Regions from separate parts of the Mus musculus genome. Here all the other regions are linked to region 1. A link is a contact called in public HiCAR-type and promoter capture Hi-C data. All regions are on one chromosome and are shown on one strand. Each heading gives the region's core, a stretch centred on a gene start, on an enhancer-like site or on the middle of the called end of the contact. The rest is flanking DNA. Distances are from core to core; before and after follow the strand shown. Region 1 holds the start of Cyp2u1 (cytochrome P450, family 2, subfamily u, polypeptide 1). Region 2 holds the start of Sec24b (Sec24 related gene family, member B (S. cerevisiae)). Region 3 holds the start of Casp6 (caspase 6). Region 4 holds the start of Gar1 (GAR1 ribonucleoprotein).

What was found. Promoter capture Hi-C pulls out the DNA fragments that hold promoters and counts their contacts. HiCAR-type assays count read pairs that join an accessible place to other places. Capture Hi-C pulls out chosen DNA fragments and counts their contacts.
Region 2: a contact with region 1 is called in a promoter capture Hi-C map of adipose tissue, with 2.4 times the contacts expected there. The contact joins the promoter of Sec24b here to the promoter of Cyp2u1 in region 1. A contact is called at or near these places in 2 of 39 promoter capture datasets (hippocampal neurons and pre-B cells), 1 of 484 Hi-C or Micro-C datasets (Th1 cells), 2 of 115 datasets of contacts at active chromatin or transcription factors (astrocytes and embryonic forebrain) and 1 of 9 other capture datasets (adipose tissue).
Region 3: a promoter capture Hi-C map of pre-B cells shows a contact between it and region 1, with 7 times the contacts expected there. The contact joins the promoter of Casp6 here to the promoter of Cyp2u1 in region 1. A contact is called at or near these places in 4 of 39 promoter capture datasets (hippocampal neurons, liver and pre-B cells) and 1 of 115 datasets of contacts at active chromatin or transcription factors (astrocytes).
Region 4: a HiCAR-type map of astrocytes shows a contact between it and region 1, with 5 times the contacts expected there. The contact joins the promoter of Gar1 here to the promoter of Cyp2u1 in region 1. A contact is called at or near these places in 4 of 39 promoter capture datasets (hippocampal neurons, liver and pre-B cells), 1 of 484 Hi-C or Micro-C datasets (CD4 T cells), 1 of 115 datasets of contacts at active chromatin or transcription factors (astrocytes) and 2 of 9 other capture datasets (adipose tissue and liver).

Annotation. Positions count from the first base shown.
Region 1 is chr3:131,300,783-131,304,751 of GRCm38.p6, forward strand. Cyp2u1 (cytochrome P450, family 2, subfamily u, polypeptide 1) reads right to left here and starts at 2,445. Exons shown (of 5, transcript NM_027816.3): 1 at 1,898-2,445. The coding sequence starts at 2,345.
Region 2 is chr3:130,059,339-130,063,306 of GRCm38.p6, forward strand. Sec24b (Sec24 related gene family, member B (S. cerevisiae)) reads right to left here and starts at 1,569. Exons shown (of 24, transcript NM_207209.3): 1 at 1,231-1,569. The coding sequence starts at 1,330.
Region 3 is chr3:129,899,079-129,902,909 of GRCm38.p6, forward strand. Casp6 (caspase 6) reads left to right here and starts at 2,337. Exons shown (of 7, transcript NM_009811.4): 1 at 2,337-2,428. It overlaps Gm46825 (a long non-coding RNA gene), which reads right to left and starts at 2,353. Exons shown (of 3, transcript XR_001783989.2): 1 at 2,239-2,353; 2 at 1-1,042.
Region 4 is chr3:129,829,754-129,834,172 of GRCm38.p6, forward strand. It overlaps Gar1 (GAR1 ribonucleoprotein), which reads right to left and starts at 1,643. Exons shown (of 7, transcript NM_026578.3): 1 at 1,365-1,643; 2 at 842-1,100. The coding sequence starts at 1,088.

The sequences.
Region 1 (3,969 bases), core at 1,195-3,694:
AAATTTAAAATGCTGACTTTGAAAACATTTTTTAAGATTTATTTTTACTTTGTATGTTTTTAAAAAATATTTACTTACTTATTTTATGAATATGAGTACACCATTGCTCTCTTCAGACACACCAGAAGAGGGCATCGGATCCCATTACAGATGGTTGTGAGCCATCATGTGGGTTATTGGCTCTTGAACTCAGGACCTCTGGAAGAACAGCCAGTGCTCTTAACCACTGAGCCATCTTGCCAGCCCCATCTCTGCATGTTTTATCTGAATGTATGTATGTGTACTATATGTGTGCCTGGTGCCTACAGAGACCAGAAGAGTCTGCTGGATCCCCCAGAACTGGAGTTACAGAAAGTTAGGCAGGGCCTTGTGGATGCTGGGAACTGAACCTAGGCCCTCTGGACGAATAGCAAATGCTCTCAATCACATGAGCCATTTCTCCAGGCCCCAGATTTTTTATTTTCTTCATTTTTAATTAATTCTCTATGACTTACCTATAATTCCAGTGAGATAAAAATACATTTTTTTTCATATAGATAACTGGGGTGGGGTTGAGGGTGTATAACCCATAGGCAGGTGCATGAGGAGGCCAGAGAAGGGCCTCCATGTGTCCCGATCTGTCACTCTCGGCCTTACTCTGTCGACTGCCTCTTACTGAATCAGCTCGCTGCTAGGCTGGTAGCCAGAATGCCAAGGTGATTCTCCTGCCTTGGGGTCTGAACACGACCCAGAACACTGGTAGTCTGTTTACTGTGGCCGATGGCTATAAACTTGAGTTGTCACTTAAATCAGATGAAGAGAGGGCAGAACGCTGGAGGTTTAAGCCAAGAGAGATTTCCTGGTCTTCCTTCACCAGTGGCCAGATTAGTTGTGTATCCTTACTCTAAATTTCATTCAGAGTGAACGTTTACAGATCCCTGTCTTAAATCAGAAGCATCTTACACAGTGGCTGTCATACACCCTTCATCTTGAACCCAACTCTAGCCAAGAGGCCACTAAGGTGCACGCAATTCAGCGCATCCAACTTCTGTTTTCTGCAGAGGCTGGAGTGGCCTTAGGAACAAGAACTAACTACCCTTGATATAGCAGTCAAGCTCTCCGTGCTCCAGCCCAGTGCTCACACCTGCCCTCCCCATTACAGGTGCCTCCAATTCCAGAGCTTTCTGAGGCCTTACATGGGGAGTTTCCAAGGCAAAATTAGAAATGGGGTGAGGGAGGGGATATCAAAGTATGAAGTCAGGGGGCCACTCTCCTGAACCGAAGCATATATATGCCACCCACAATGGATTCAGTCTTGTACTTCAGTGTCTGAAGACAGAACACAGGATTGACAGGTGGCTGGAGAATAGGAGATCGAGACCCTGTGTCTGCCGAGGGAGATATACACGGGCTCTGGGAACAGACTGGCTATCTTGAAATATTCTCTCAAAAAAATTAGTCACTTTCTCTTAAATTTAACCTCAGGCAAGTTCTTTAGTCACCCGCGGGGAGCAGCCACATTCTTTGCCAAAATATTAGAGGCTATGAACACATCCGGTTCACCAGTCTCCTAGCTTGGATTCTGGCCATTCCTAAGGGGGAAAAAAATATCTTCTTATACTTTTGCAACTGAATGATACTCGGTGAAATGAATCCCCCTCCCCCTTTTCCTAACACAGCCAATGTTTAGAAACGTTGAGATCAGACCTATGCGTGAGAAGGCCTCACTTGGGACAAAGGAAGGCTTCCGGGGTGGGTGGTCCTTATTTTACAGTTTGGTGCCCACACCTCCCTCACTTTCCAGTGTGTCTCCCACTTTAATCGCACACTAGAAAGCCACGCCTCCGTCCTCTATCCCCTATGCTGGTCATGACGCAGGTCCTGCCGCCTGGGGATCCTGAGCCCGCGGCGCGCTCACCCTTCTCCTTGGTCATGATGGAGATGAGCGGCATCCGCGGGCGGTCACTGAACACTTCAGCCTGCTGCACTAGCGCCTCGCGCACGCTGTGGAAGTCGCTGAGGACCACCACCAGACGGTGGCCGATGAAGAAGCTGAAGATGTTGCCATAGACACGGGCCATCCTGGCCAGGTACACATGCTGGCCCACCGTGTCCGTCTGGCTGCCCGAGCCCAGCCAGAACTGCGGTCGTAGAAAGCGCGGCACCAGCAAGTGCCCGAAGTTACCCACGAGTGGCCGAGGCTTGGGCCCCGGAGGGATGCCGCAGGCGCGTTGCCGCCGCAGCCAAACCCAGCCTAGCAGCACCGCCAGCAGGCAAAGTAGCAGCGCGCCTCCTGTCGCCCGCACGTGCAGTCTAGCTCCCGGCTGCTCCCCTGCCGCGGGACGCTGGTCCCCGAGCGAGGACATGTCCCAGGTACCGCCTGCATCTAGCTCCGCTGCAGACGCGCCGGCACCGCGACAGTAGCCGGCTACATGACTCAAGGTCAACCGCGAGGCAGGGCAAGGCACGCCCTTCCGATTGGCTGCGCCGCGTGCCCCTCTCGGGATCCTCCAGTCAGCTGCTCCTGCATAAGGTGGGGGCGGGACGTCCTACGGGACGGCTGGTGGTGACGAGTGGTCTCTCGCAGCACAGCTGAGCTGTCCTGAGTGGGGTTTTGTTTGTTTGTTTGTTTGTTTGTTTGTTTGTTTTGCCAGTTTAGTGCACTAGCAGCAGCAGGCTCCTCCAGGGGGTGTGAGCTTTCTGTGGGTTTCTGCATATGGCCTGACTATATCAAAACACTCAGAGAACCCGGGCTGGGTGACTGCTTTATTAATTAGCCTTAGACAAGACCTGAAATGCTGAGCTAGTATCCAACAATGTGATGTGTGGATATTCCAACATCTGGGGATGGCTCCAGAGTGCTTTACCTTCCTGTCATTTACAGGCCAGATGTTGTGGTTTCTCTCGGTTAGACTCTCCCTAGAATTGTCGATGCCCCCCCCCCTTTTTTTTCTATTTTAATTTTTCTATTCTTATTTCTATTTTCTACTTTTATTTGAATCTTGATAGCCTAGAACTCCTTATGTAGACCAGTTTGGCTACCAATTCAGAGATCCACCTACATCTGCCTCCAGAATTCACATATTAAAGACATATACTACCATGCTGGGGGAGGGGGTCAAATTCTAGCCCATGCTTGTGGTAGGGAAGTGCTTCACCTGTGATCCACGTTTGGTTCCTGTGTTAGATCACTCCCTCCCAACAAACACACGCACACACCACACAGAATTTGAACACTATGGTGCGTTATAAATATGACCAAAGCTTGAAGGGTGGTGACTTCTTTTCCTATTATGTGGGTTTTTAAAAAATATCTACTGTTCTCTACTGCTTTTGCCGTAGTTAGTAAAGTACACAAATACATTCTTCCTTCTCCCCTCCACAAACTACAAAAGCCCCTGTCACATTTCCAGTAATTAACCCTTATCAGATTCCTTTTCTTGTGTGACTTTAAACAAGATTTCCGAGTATAAGACATTAAGATGTTCATTATTATCTTGTTACTGTCTTGCAACTGGCCGCTCCTGTAACTCACAGTCCAGCCTTAATTGGAAGCCCCCTGTTTACGCTTCCACTGTTGGGTGCGATCACAGGAGTACTGTACTCTCCCCAGAGCACACATACACTTTCCAGCTGCTTGTTGGCAGATGCAGTCTCCAATACGGCATTTCCTTCTCTTTATGCCATTCTCTAACCCACTACTATCGGGTGAGCTCAATTCACAAATTATCTTAAGCTGTTTAGTCCCCCTTTTTCATGGCACAGCAGGAATCTATCCGACCCATTTGTCTTATCTTCTGCCTCTTCCCTGCCACCAAACACCCAGACTGCTGCCGCGTGCCCCCTCTTTGAAATATTCTCTGCAAAAAAATTAGTCACTTTCTCTTAAATTTAACCTCAGGCAAGTTCTTTAGTCACCCTCGGGGAGCAGTCACATTCTTTGCCAAAATATTAGAGGCTATGAACACATCCGGTTCACCAGTCTCCTAG
Region 2 (3,968 bases), core at 319-2,818, 1.2 Mb before region 1:
TCACCTTCAAAAGCTCTTGATACTAAACAACAACTATAAGAAGCATGAAATATTGATAAGTAAGACCAACCTAGGGATCTTAAGACTAAACCATCATTTTTTTTTAATTGTGAATAAAAAATTCCACCTGATTCTTGGGGTGTTTCGTGTTTGAAAAGCATTACTGATTTTCCAAACTTTGGCTGTAAATTTGATTAGCACGCTGTGTAAACTAGGCCAATGATTTGATGAGTATTGAGTAGTTTTGTTTTTTGACACAGGGCAGAGGGATTTTCTTCGCTTTACTTTGGGAGGGTCTCATTAGACACACTCAACTCTCTAAGGAGGGCCCCTCCCCTACTTAGGAACATTCCAGATATCCAGAGCAGGGGCCAGGCACGCTAGGGTAAGATCATTTCTCAGCAATAACTCCTGCATGCTCGGAGCCTATAACCTCTGTATGAAAGCCACAGTCGTGTTTCCCTACGCAGGCCTTGCATCAAAACAGGGCCAAGCAACTCTGGCACGTTTTCCTAGACTTGAAAGTGAAGCTGGAGATGGGGGACTCTAAAGGTGTTCGCTTAGTTGACACCTGCTACCCCGGGAACACTACACTACTACAAGCGAACTCCAAAGGCTTGAGCAGCAACCGCAGCGGCAAACCACAACAGATCCGAGGCCGAAGTGGGTCGGGGTTACAGTTACACTTCTGCAGCACATTTACATCCTTCTGCCTACAAACTTGAGTGCAAACTAAGTTCCCTTCCAGGCGGCGTGCTCGCTGGGCCTTAAAAAAAAAAAAATCAAAGCTACGTTCCTGGGGCCCGGAAGGATGCGATCCACCAGGTACCAAGGTTGCTCCCAGCCCTCCATAGACCAAGCACTCTGCGGCCCCGGCGTCCTGTGAGCTCTCGGGGCCCAAAGGGTCGCCCGGGGCAACCGGCCGGCGCCCAGGTCGGAGCAGACGGTCGTGCGGGCCGCCGACCCCTCCACTCCGGCCTCGGTCCGCGCGGGAGGGCAGGCCTGGATGGCAGGCGGCCGGCGGCCCCGCCCTGCCGGCCCTTCGGTCGCTCCCCTCGCCGCATCGCGGCCTCCAGGCTCCACCGCGGCCTCGGGGCCCCACCGCGGCCTCCCCGGTCCGGCCCTGCCCTGCCCGCCCCCAGCCACCGCGCAGGCCGCCCGCCCGCCCGCCCGCTCTCCCTCCCTTCCGCCTGCCTAGGCCCCACGCCGCGCCCCGGCCTCCCGCCTCACCGTTCTGCTGCGGCGGTGCCAGGCCGGAGACAGCTCCGCCGAGCTTGGGCGGCATCCGGGCGCCGGCGGCCGGGTGAGGGGACCCGGCGGGGGCCGACATGACGGCGCGGCTGGCGGCGGCGGCTCCTCCGCGGCGGGAGATGGGCGGAGGGAAGGAAGGCGGGGCCGCGGAGGAAGAGGAAGAGGAAGGAACGCGCCCGCGTCACAGGCCGAGTCACTCTCACCGACGACCGCGGCCCGGGCACCCACGCTCGGCCGCGCCACCACCGCACGCGTGCGGACCCCGGCCCAGCCCTCCCGCGCCAGCGCCCCCTGCAGGCCGGAGCTGCGACCACCTCCCCGCACAGGCCAGACTGCGGCTGCGGCGCCGCCGCCGAAGGGAAAGGCGCGGGCCACGGTGGCCGCCGCTACCCGGATGGAGCCTGCGCCCTGCAGTGCTGCAGAGCGGTGCAAAGCTGCGGGCTGAGGTCCCGAGTCCTGGGTCACGCCAGTCCCAGCCCACCCACGTACCCATCCTCGGAAGAGGAAGCCTGGCTTTGGATTTGTTATTTATTCTTGTACAACGCCACCCCCCCCCACTCCAACTTAATTCCAAATTAACAGCGCAATCAAGCTAAATGTTGATTGAAAATGTGTAATTCCCAAGCAGAGAGAAAACATTTCTCTATGACAGATTCCCCATAACAGTGGCAGTAAAGCCAGAACTTTGACCAGTGGCTTTAAACGCTAGGAGAAAGATGAATGCCTAATACTAGGAGAGCTTGAAGACGAACTTTATATTCCCCCCACCCACCAAGGGTTGGCTCCGCCCGCCCGTTGGTGTTTAGGAGAGCTGTGGCATCCAGAAGACAGGTCAGCTTGCTTTGACTACCTTAGTGAAGTCTTAGAAGCAATCTCCCTGGTCCGTTCAGCATGCTGACTGGCAAGTAAAGACTACTTTATCCAAGTCATTTGGGCATCTTGGTCCCAACTAGGTCACGGTCACACAGTGGTGGGTGTGCAACTGCTCAAAAACGTTCGGATTCAGAATGTGATCTAGTAAGATGGCATTTCCGGAGCGCTGGAATCCTATTTACTGGAAGGTTATGCCAACCTCAAAGGTTCGTAGTTCTAGAACACAAAGCCTTCCTTAAATAGTTGCCGTGAGTTAATGACGGATGCCCTATCGAACCGCACTAAAAATAAACTTTGGAGTTCTGAGATTTCCAGCCACATTATGCTCTGTATTCATGTGTATTGTGGCTTTGTTCGCAGCAGCTCAGCCTCCCTGAGCTAGAGATCACACCCCCACTTCATCAAGGAGGTCACAGTTCAAGCCCTTGCCAGGAGTCCTTTGAATTTACTAAAATTAAGGGTGACACCATGTGAGTAAGGGAAGAATAGGCGATTGGCTTTCTGCCTCTGCAATGTGTTCTTGATGTTAGCTGATTTCAATCAGGTGTATGGATATGTTATTTCTTCAGGGAAGATTCCTCACACAGACTGAGATATTACACTTCCATAGATCTCCATAATGTAATGGCTCCAAAATTATTTACTTCCGTTGGTCGGTTGTGTTGGGCCTAAAGGAAACTTCCGTACCCCAAATTCCAAATGGCAATCCAAACATCAGCCTGGACTATAGGAGGGTTTCTGGCAGTTAGATAAAAGGCAGCCTTCCTAACAAACCTGGGAAACTGTTCCCCACTGTGATGGTTTGAGTAGGTATGGCCCCGAAGACTCAAGTGTTTGAGTGCTTAGCCCATCGAGATTGGCACTATCAGGAGATGTGGCCTTGATGGAAGAATTATCTCACTGTGTTTTGAGGTTTTGAGGTCTCATATGCTGAAGCTACACAAGTATGGTGCAGTCTCCTGCTGCTGCCTGCAGATCAAGATGTAGAATCTCCGCTCCTCCAGCACCATAATCTGCTTGCAGGCTGCTATCCTTCCCACCCTGATGATAATGGACTAAACCTCAGAAACTGGAAGCCAGCCCCAAATTAAATATTTCTCTTTATAAGAGTTGCTGTGGTCATGGTGTCTCTTCACAGAAATGAAACCCTAAGACACCCTCCATCAAAAGGAGTTGTTTCTCATACCTCTAGCAGGAGCGACTATATATATATAACTACCTGTGGTGTCCATTAGCATATCAAAATCCATGCTGCCCTCCATCGTTCCTCTGTACCACGAATACCTGTTATACATCTCAAAGTCCATCCTAGCCCGTCTCACCTCATCCCCACCCTAAATTCCTTTCAGCTCACAGGCTCCTCTCCCCTCAGCTACTCAGTCTCCTTAGAGCCCTGCTATTTTTGCTATATCTTCTCTCTTCTGTGCTCTCCCTCTCTCCTTTGGCTCCTGATTCTCGTCATGTATTCTCTTTTCTCTGCCTCCTGCTATTCTCCCCTGCCTTGTAGAGAGACCTGCCCATGTCCAGTCTGCTGGCCATGTTCATTAACACACACACACACACCCCTACAATTAAAACCTTCACCTTAATCATACCATGGATAAATCATACTATCAGTTTATATAGGTTGAGTTTTTGGGGGTGGGGTGGGAGTCTTATTGTTTATTTGTTTCGTTTTCCTTTTGAGACAAGATCTCACTATGTAGCTCCAGGCTGGCTATGGACTTGTAGATCCTCCTGCCTTAGCACCACTACACATAGCTCCTCACAATCTGTAGCACCACTTATCCATTAGTTCACTGTAGAATTTGTATTAGTCAGGTGTGGGACAATGGACAGTGCCA
Region 3 (3,831 bases), core at 1,087-3,586, 1.4 Mb before region 1:
GTTAGCAACTCTTTCTCCAACAAAGCCACACCCACTTCCACAAAGCCACGCCTCCCAATGGTGCTGCTTTTATGGGCTAAGGCATTCAAACACATAGAGTCCCTGGGAGCCAAGTCTATTCAAACCACCACAGAGACCAAGCCCCTGAAGCTAAGCTTTATTTTGTAAACATTTTTCTTTTTCAGTTGCTTTGTCTAAGGCATTTGTTATAGGAATAGGCTGCAAACCACCAATGAAAAATTTATTGAATGTCAAGTTAGATGAAATGTTACCTCAAAATCCATAATTACAGTTAGATGTGCACGCTATACCTCCAGCACTCTGGAGGCTGAGGCAGGATAATGGGTTAGAGGCTGGACTGGGCTACAAAGGGAGACCTACCTCAAAATAAATAATTAAAATAAAACAGCACAAAATAATGAAATCCCTTTAATTACATAGACTATAAAATTAATGGAGTCTGGAGAGATGGCTCAGAAGATATACTTGCTGCCCTGTAGTGGGTTTAATTGGGCAGCTCACAGCCACCTCTAACTCCTGCTCTAAGGTCCTTCTTCTCAGGACTCTATGGGCACATGGAAACATGTGCATAAATAACCGTGCAGGTGTGTGTGTGTGGGGTGTGTGTGTGTGTAAGTGAAACAATAAGGAAGGTGTGATTGTGCCTATCTTTAATCCTTGTACTTGGAAGGTGAGGCAGGATAATCACAAGTTCAAGGCCAGTGTGAGTTATATAGGAAGATCATGTATCAAAAGGGGAAAGAAGTAATAACAATGTTTTGAGATAAGAAGGTACTAAAGCATGAAAAGCAGTCCCTTTTATCTGCTCCTTTCAAATTTGTGGAAGGCCAGCCAGTCGAGGATCCTGCTCCTATATAGTGAGATAGAGATGCATTGTCAGGACTCAGATAAATAATGAAAGTCATATCCAAAGCATAGGCAGTCTTGGGAGTCAGACAAGCCATTCAAACCAGGACGGTGGTCGACACCCTGAAGTTCACTCTCTGCTAGGTCTAGGCAGCTGGGCTGGGGATGATGAGACCTAAATAAGTAAAAAAATAAAAATAAAAATAGACCACACTGTTTCCCCAAACAAGAGAACGGAGAGCAACTCCCAGCCATTTTCCCTGAGCTTCCCCCATGAAAGGCACGGTTCTGAGTGCAGGTTTAACTGGTCACCACCACTGGAGGGAAAGCTTGAAATGCCATGTCGTAATGACAGAGAAAATCATTATTAAGACAATTGAATATTACTAAGCCTAACCCTCTTTACTTGCCATCAAGAGGGGCCCAATTAATTTCGGACATGTTTTCGGGGCAAGGAAAAAGGTTTATTCAGTAAGCAAGACACAGCAAGACTTCCACTGTCTTATTTTAATAGAAATGGTGACATTGAGACTAGTGAAGGCCAAAGGCTGTGCAAAGATACCTGCAGATGCCCAAAGCCTGCTGCAGCAGGCATGAGACTACGCATGTGTGAGCCCGCCCTGCCCTGTTAAAGAACCTCCCTTATGTACACACATGCACACACACACACTTCCTACACACATGCACACACACACACTTCCTACACATATACGCATGATTAAGTAGTGTAATAAAAGACTCCTCAGTCAGCTGGTAACACCTTAACATAATTTTTATCATCTATAGTTGCTTGCTTTTAAATGACAAGGTGGCACACAGTAGGCACAATATGACAGGAAAGGCCATGGTCACCATCACCTACAGATAGACTGTCGTTCTTAGAATTTATGCATGCACTGCCAAACTACCCCTACTTTTATAAGCCAGACTTAAACATCCAGGAATTGGTAGAGTGCTAGGCTAGCATGCGAGAGTCCTGGGTGCAGTGGCACAAAGACAGTTATCACAGCACTGAGTGTGGGGGCTGAAGGATCAAGGTCAGGACCTCAGCTACAGGAGACTCAGGGAAGGAAGGAGGGAGGAGAGGGGGTTGGGGGGTGGGAAGAAAGTCCAGGAGTTGCCTCCGTTTTGTTTTGTCTAAAGCCCTGTCCAAACAGCAGCAGCAACAACAACAACAAAAACATGAGGAAAAAAGCCCTCTGACTGTAGAGTAAGCTCTCTACACTAAACTGAGCACTAGATGAAGTGGCGAAGAGCGATTGTCGGGCGGGGACGGCAACACTGAGTTCACCACCCTGGACGTGAAGTTGCCCTACTTGCTCCCCGGGCAGTGCCCTCTTCCCCAACACTTACACATACACATATGCTTACACACAGCCAGGCTCTGTGCAGGAGGAAGACGCAGTGGCGTCCTGGCGTTGCCTGGGTGACAAAGGGCCCAGTTGCTTGGGGAGGCAGAGGCGGATCCTGGGGCGGGGCAGGAGGCGGGGCGGGGCTGGCAGGAAACGGGTGGACGAGCGGAGGCCTCAGGGCTAGGACACCGGTGGGAGCTCGCGGGCAGGTAAGTGCGGACACCCGTGCGTGCGTGGGGCACGGGGCAGAGAAGGGTGGTGGCCTCCGGGGACTGCTAGGACTGACAGAAGTGGGCTTGCGGCGCTGTGCAGTGAAGGACGTAGCAGCGGTATTTTGCTCAGGCTAACCCCGCCGAGCGCTTTTGTCCTCACGTCCGCTGCTTCCCGGCTGTTTAAACTTTAGAGGGCGGCGCTTGCACTGTGTAGTGGAGAACTTGGCTCTGCAAGTTGAATCCTGTTTTTGTTGCTCGCGTCTGTCTGAAAAGTGGGAAGAGGAGGCGGACCAAGGCTTGGGGCACAGGCCTGCGGTAACCGGGCTCAAGACCCCTAACCAAGGCCAGACCTGGGCGAGCACCTCCGCCACAGTGTCTTCTGCAGCCAGCAAACCTGTTGCTGTCTACGCGTTAGCCCCAAATAACTTTTCTCCACACAGTGATAAACTGCTAGTTCTTGCTTCCCTCAGAACAGGCTTCCTGTCGCCTATCAAAACCGACGTCAAGCCTGAAAAATCTTTAAGGTCTATCAGAGACGGCCTTTATTTCAGAACTTCTGTCCTTATTCCAGAGGAAAACTGTAAAAGTCCCCATGGTCCTACCAGGAGTGGTCCTATTGGACACACAGGGTCTAGTGGTCATCTCCAGTTTAGGGATGAGTAGTGAGGGGTGGGAAGCCAGGTTGGGGGAGGGCACCGTGCCGCTCACCCTTTTGTTTGATTCCTTTCCTCTCCTGTTCAGTTCTATGTGTATGTGCCCTTTCCAGAGTATGTTCTAGGGAGGTGAGTTACTTCTTACAGGTTATTAAGTAGATGGTTGACAGGGAATATGGGTAGATTCTCATGAAGGTCACTAGTTTGGAAAGTGACCTTTAGTGGAATGCCTGGTGACATGTAGTACAGACTTTGTAATCCACCAGTGCCGGGCTTTCGGTTCCGACCTTAGGCAGGACTGGCCCTGTTCTGTGTTCTTGAGCTTTGGAAGTAGTAAGATAAAGTATCTACCGTCCCATGCAATCAATTACAGTGGCTGATAGCTTTATCTGGAGGGTACCATAAAGAGAAAAAGAGGTGAGTGATTTTATACAAATTAAACTAAGGAGCTCAGAGGCCATGCTTACTGTAGGGTCGAACAGTAAAGGAGAAGTGAGACATGGCCAAGACTGACGATTAATGCTGTGTACAGTTTTGAGAACCAGAACAGAGGAGACCACACATTTCTAACCCTCCTATAGGCTATCTTAATCTCTGCTACAAAAGAGGCCAAGGCCGGAAAGTCTCAGGTTCAAGGTCAGCGTAGATAACACAGAACAGCTCTTGGGGAAATGCTGTGCCATATACGCTTTGAAGCTGCTTTGCTGTGAGCCAGGCTCTGAAGACTGCGGCAAAAGGAATGTGAAT
Region 4 (4,419 bases), core at 393-2,892, 1.5 Mb before region 1:
GCTTACAATGGTGCTCACTCGCTGTCCACCAGTTACCCTGTCATGGCTGTTACAGCTGCATTCAATGCTACGTTCCATTGACTCTTCTTCCTCCCCAGCCTCAAATGTGAACCACTCTGGCTTTATTGATCCCTCCCTCCTTTCTCAGAACTCATCACCACTACCACTTCTTCACCAGTGATTATCCCTTCCTGGGAAGTGTGCAAACACAAGGCACCTCTGTTTCTGTAACCCAGGATTAATACCATTCGCCTACAAAACTAACTCCCCAACCTTAGCAACAACTAGAACCTTTTCTTCTCACTATCAGCCAAGTTCTACTTATATTTCTTTTGAAATCCCTTCTCCATCCGTGTGTCCAATGCACAGACTTCAGGCAGCATGGAACCCAGGGAACTATGAATGTGGCCCTACACAAGATAGTACACACACTTATTTACAACATGATTTTGCAGGGTGCAAGGGAATGAGTGTTCAAACTAGGCTGCATGGTTATGGAGTGTGAATTCTGTAGGTATTTTCTGGTAACTGAAAATATGAGCTACGAAAACTAAAAACTTGGCTTTGTGTTTCAACTATATCACTAAGGAATCATACTTAATCCTAAAAAGTGTTCTGCCCTTTAGAAGGAGCCAGGTACTCAATGTTGTCTAAGTCTCATCTTTTCAGTCCCAACTCAAGTTCACCTCCACACTGCATTTCGGTTCTCATGATCAGTCCCTTATACGTGTCAGGGCACTCAAGCGACTTGCCTTTCGGAGTCTTATCAACAAACGCACTAATAACTTAAACCGGATTCTATTCCCAATGCAAAGGAGGTTAAGCTCAGAAGACGACTTACAGACGACACGTTCTGGAGGCCCTTGATCTTGAAATTTATTAAAGCCTCCACGACCGCCCCCTCGTCCAAATCCTCCTCGGCCGCCGCCCCTGAAACTGCCGCCGCCGCCGCCGCCTCCGCCCCTGAAACTGCCGCCGCCGCCTCCGCCGCCCCCTCGGAAGTGGTTGTTGCTGCCGCCGCCACGGTTGAAGCCTCCGCCTCCACCACCGCGATTAAAGCCTCCGCGACCTCCGCCTCGGAAAGACATGCTCTCTCCGGCCTGGCGAAATAGACGGGCCGCTCCTCCCGGTCACCGCGGGTCGATCATTTATCTAAGTCCCCTCCGCCTCGCTCAGGCCACCAAGAAGGGGACAGCAGTAAACGCCGCCCTGCCACTCGCCCACACAGCCAAGTGGCGAGCGCAGAGAGAGCGGTGTCTTCGCCCCAGCCCCACGACCCGTGGCTCGCCACCGCATCCCATGCCTCTCCACCGCATCCCGCCCCGCGGGTGCCCTCACCCTCGCTCGCCCTCCGCCGCACTCACCGCGCCACGTGCGTCTCCAGCCTAGCCCGGCGCGCGCGCGCGGAGGGACACTTCCGGCGCGCTCAAACCTCCTCGGCCACCGTAGCCGTCCAATGTTACCAGACTAGAAATTGGAAGGGCTGGTTTGCAGGAAGGGCCCGTCACTACCGGACGCAGCGGTCCCAACGCCTTACCGAGTAGAGCACACAGCACCGGAAGAGAAACAATAGCGTCCAGCGTGACCCCCCCCCGCCCCCACCTCATCCACGCAAGGGCCACCGCGCTAGAGGTGGCGGAAGTGACGCAAAATCGCAGCGCCCTCCGTACGCGACGTTTCCGGAAGTGTGGCGGCGCGTTGCCCTTGGAAACGGAGTTGTTTGAGTCCTTCCGTGCTAACAGCTGGTGAGGCGTGTCGTCGCTGAAGCGTGCTGGCTGCAGTTGGTGCTACTCGCCGGGCTCTGTCACTTCTTGGGTTGCGAGAAGGTCCCGACCTGACTCTGCTCCACGGAGTGTTGGCCACTCAAGCGGTGCTCAGCCCAGGACGTCGGAACCTGTCACCGCCAACGGAGTTGCCTCTGTGTGTGTGTGTGTCCTGTTATTATTAAATACGAAAGGGTGTGTGTCGAAGTTGCCTGTGTGTCCGTGTTCTGTTATTATTAAATAGGAAAGGGTGTGTGTTTGTGTGTGAGATGACAGAAAGGCAACCATTTTTAAATATGGTCTCAATGTCTTCATCAAGTACGTTTTGAACTCCGAGAGACTATGCACCCATCTATAGATGACACCTCACCTCCCGTCTCCTTAACACTCTCATCTCCGACATCGGTTTCCTTACATCACTAAAACTTCACTCATCACAAAAGAAGTGACCTCTAGTTCTTAAATTTGGTTGACTTCTTTTGTATCTGTATTGTCTGAAACATCTCTTGGCATTTGACAATATCACCTTTTATTTGAAAGAAAGTAGAGACTGATCCGCATATCAGAGGATTATTGTGAATAGATTTTTGAAAGATCTTTGTAAAAGATATAGAAACATTAATAATTCCAGTATGCCAGTTACTCTAAACTGTAAACTTCTTGAAAAAGTACACACCAGTTCCAAATATTTTTAAAAATTGGGCAAATGTACTTTAAATTTAGATGTTATAACCATATATATCCAATTATATATTATATTTATAATATAATATATGTAATATAGAACATACAATTATAAAATACTGAATTATAATATATGTAATAATTACATATGTAATTTTACATGCATACACACCATATATATATATGTATACACACACACACACACACACACACATATAATCAGCACTATCCCTACCTCTATTCTAGGCTTGTGGCAATCTCTAATCAAACCTGATGGGTTTCTGTTGATTCCTGTGAAGTACCTTTGTACTGTCATAGCTGAGTTCAGCCTTTTGACACTGCTACCCTTTTTCATTGCCACTCCAAATCACTCAATATAGTCTAAGAATTCAGATGCTCAAACATCACAACAGGCAACATCTCCCATTCTGGGCCCCAGACTAAATAAATGCTTGTTGACTTAACTTCTTCCGTCTGTGCTGCATTTGATGATATAGTGAATCTAATACCATTGCTGTTTTGTATAGTCTCATACTCAGCTCCCCCATAGCCCTGCACTTTCCCTTAGCAGTGTGTCTAAAGCCGTTTACATGATTAGTAATCAGTATGTGCACTTACCATCCCTCTGCCCCATCAGGCTAGAATTGCTGCCTTGTTTTCTTTGTCTTTGTTAGACTCTTCCTCTCTCCTGAAATAGCTCCATTTTCCATCCACTAGAATAGCCCCATATTCTGACCATGGAGGAATGCTCTAAATAATTTTACTATTTACACAGCCCCTGCATAAAATTTACATACACACATATACATGCATGAATGTACACACTAGAACAATAAACTTTATATCACACAATAGTTGCGAAAGTTTTTTTAACTATGGCAAAATATACATAATATAAATCGTCATTATTCTTAAATTATTCCCTGCTATTAAGTTCATTCACACGGCTGTGCAATACAGTGCCCTTTTGAATAGAGAGTGATGTTTTCACTGTGAACCTATGGGGCTATGGAGATAGCTCAGTGGATAAGAATGCTTGCTATACAAGAAAGAAGGTCAAGGTTAAAATCTCCAGCATGCAAACAGAAGTTGAGCATTGCCCTGGATGCCTGTAACCCAAGTTTATCAAACTTTGAAAGTGAAACTTTCTTAGTTTTTCATATTCCATCATGAAAATTTCACTCTTTGTATTCTATCTCTGTCTTAAGTACTGGGATGAGTTTCTTTCTTTCATTTTCTTTTTAATACTTATCTTTAGTCATGTATAAATCTCTTTTTTTTTTTTTTGCTTTCTTCTATTTGTTCCTAAACTTACCAGTTCTACTCATTGGCTGGAGAGATGACTCAGTGGGTAAGTGTACTTGCTGCTTTTGCAAGTTGAGCTCCTAGTAACTACTTCAGGAGGTTCATGGTCATCAATAACTCTAGCTCCAGGGGATCCAATGCCCTTTTCTGAACTCCATGGGCACCTAAACACACATGACACAGACTTACACATAAATAAATAAAAATAAATCTTTTGTTGTTGTTGTTTTTCTGATACAGGGTTGCTCTGCATAGCCCAAGCTGTCCTGGAACTCACTCTGTAGACCAACCTGGCCTCAAACTCAGAAATGGGCCTGCCTCAACCTCCTAAATGCTAAGATTAAAGGCATAAGCCACCACCGCCCAGAAAATAAATCAATTTTTAAAAAGAAATTCTACTTATTACCGAAGGCTTAAAACTTGTTCAGTGATTTTTTTTAACAAATGAGAACCTTGATTCTAGTTTAGCAATAATTTAAAGCATAGTAATAAAAGTTAACTAGAATTATCTTCAGAAGAAAGGAAAATCATAAACATTTTGCACTCCCTGGGGGCAGTGTGCACTCCCTGGGGCAGTGTGCATTCCCTGGGGCAGTGTGCACTCCTTGGGGCAGTGTGTACTCCCTGGGGCAGTGTGCACTCCCTGGGGCAGTGTGCATTCCCTGGG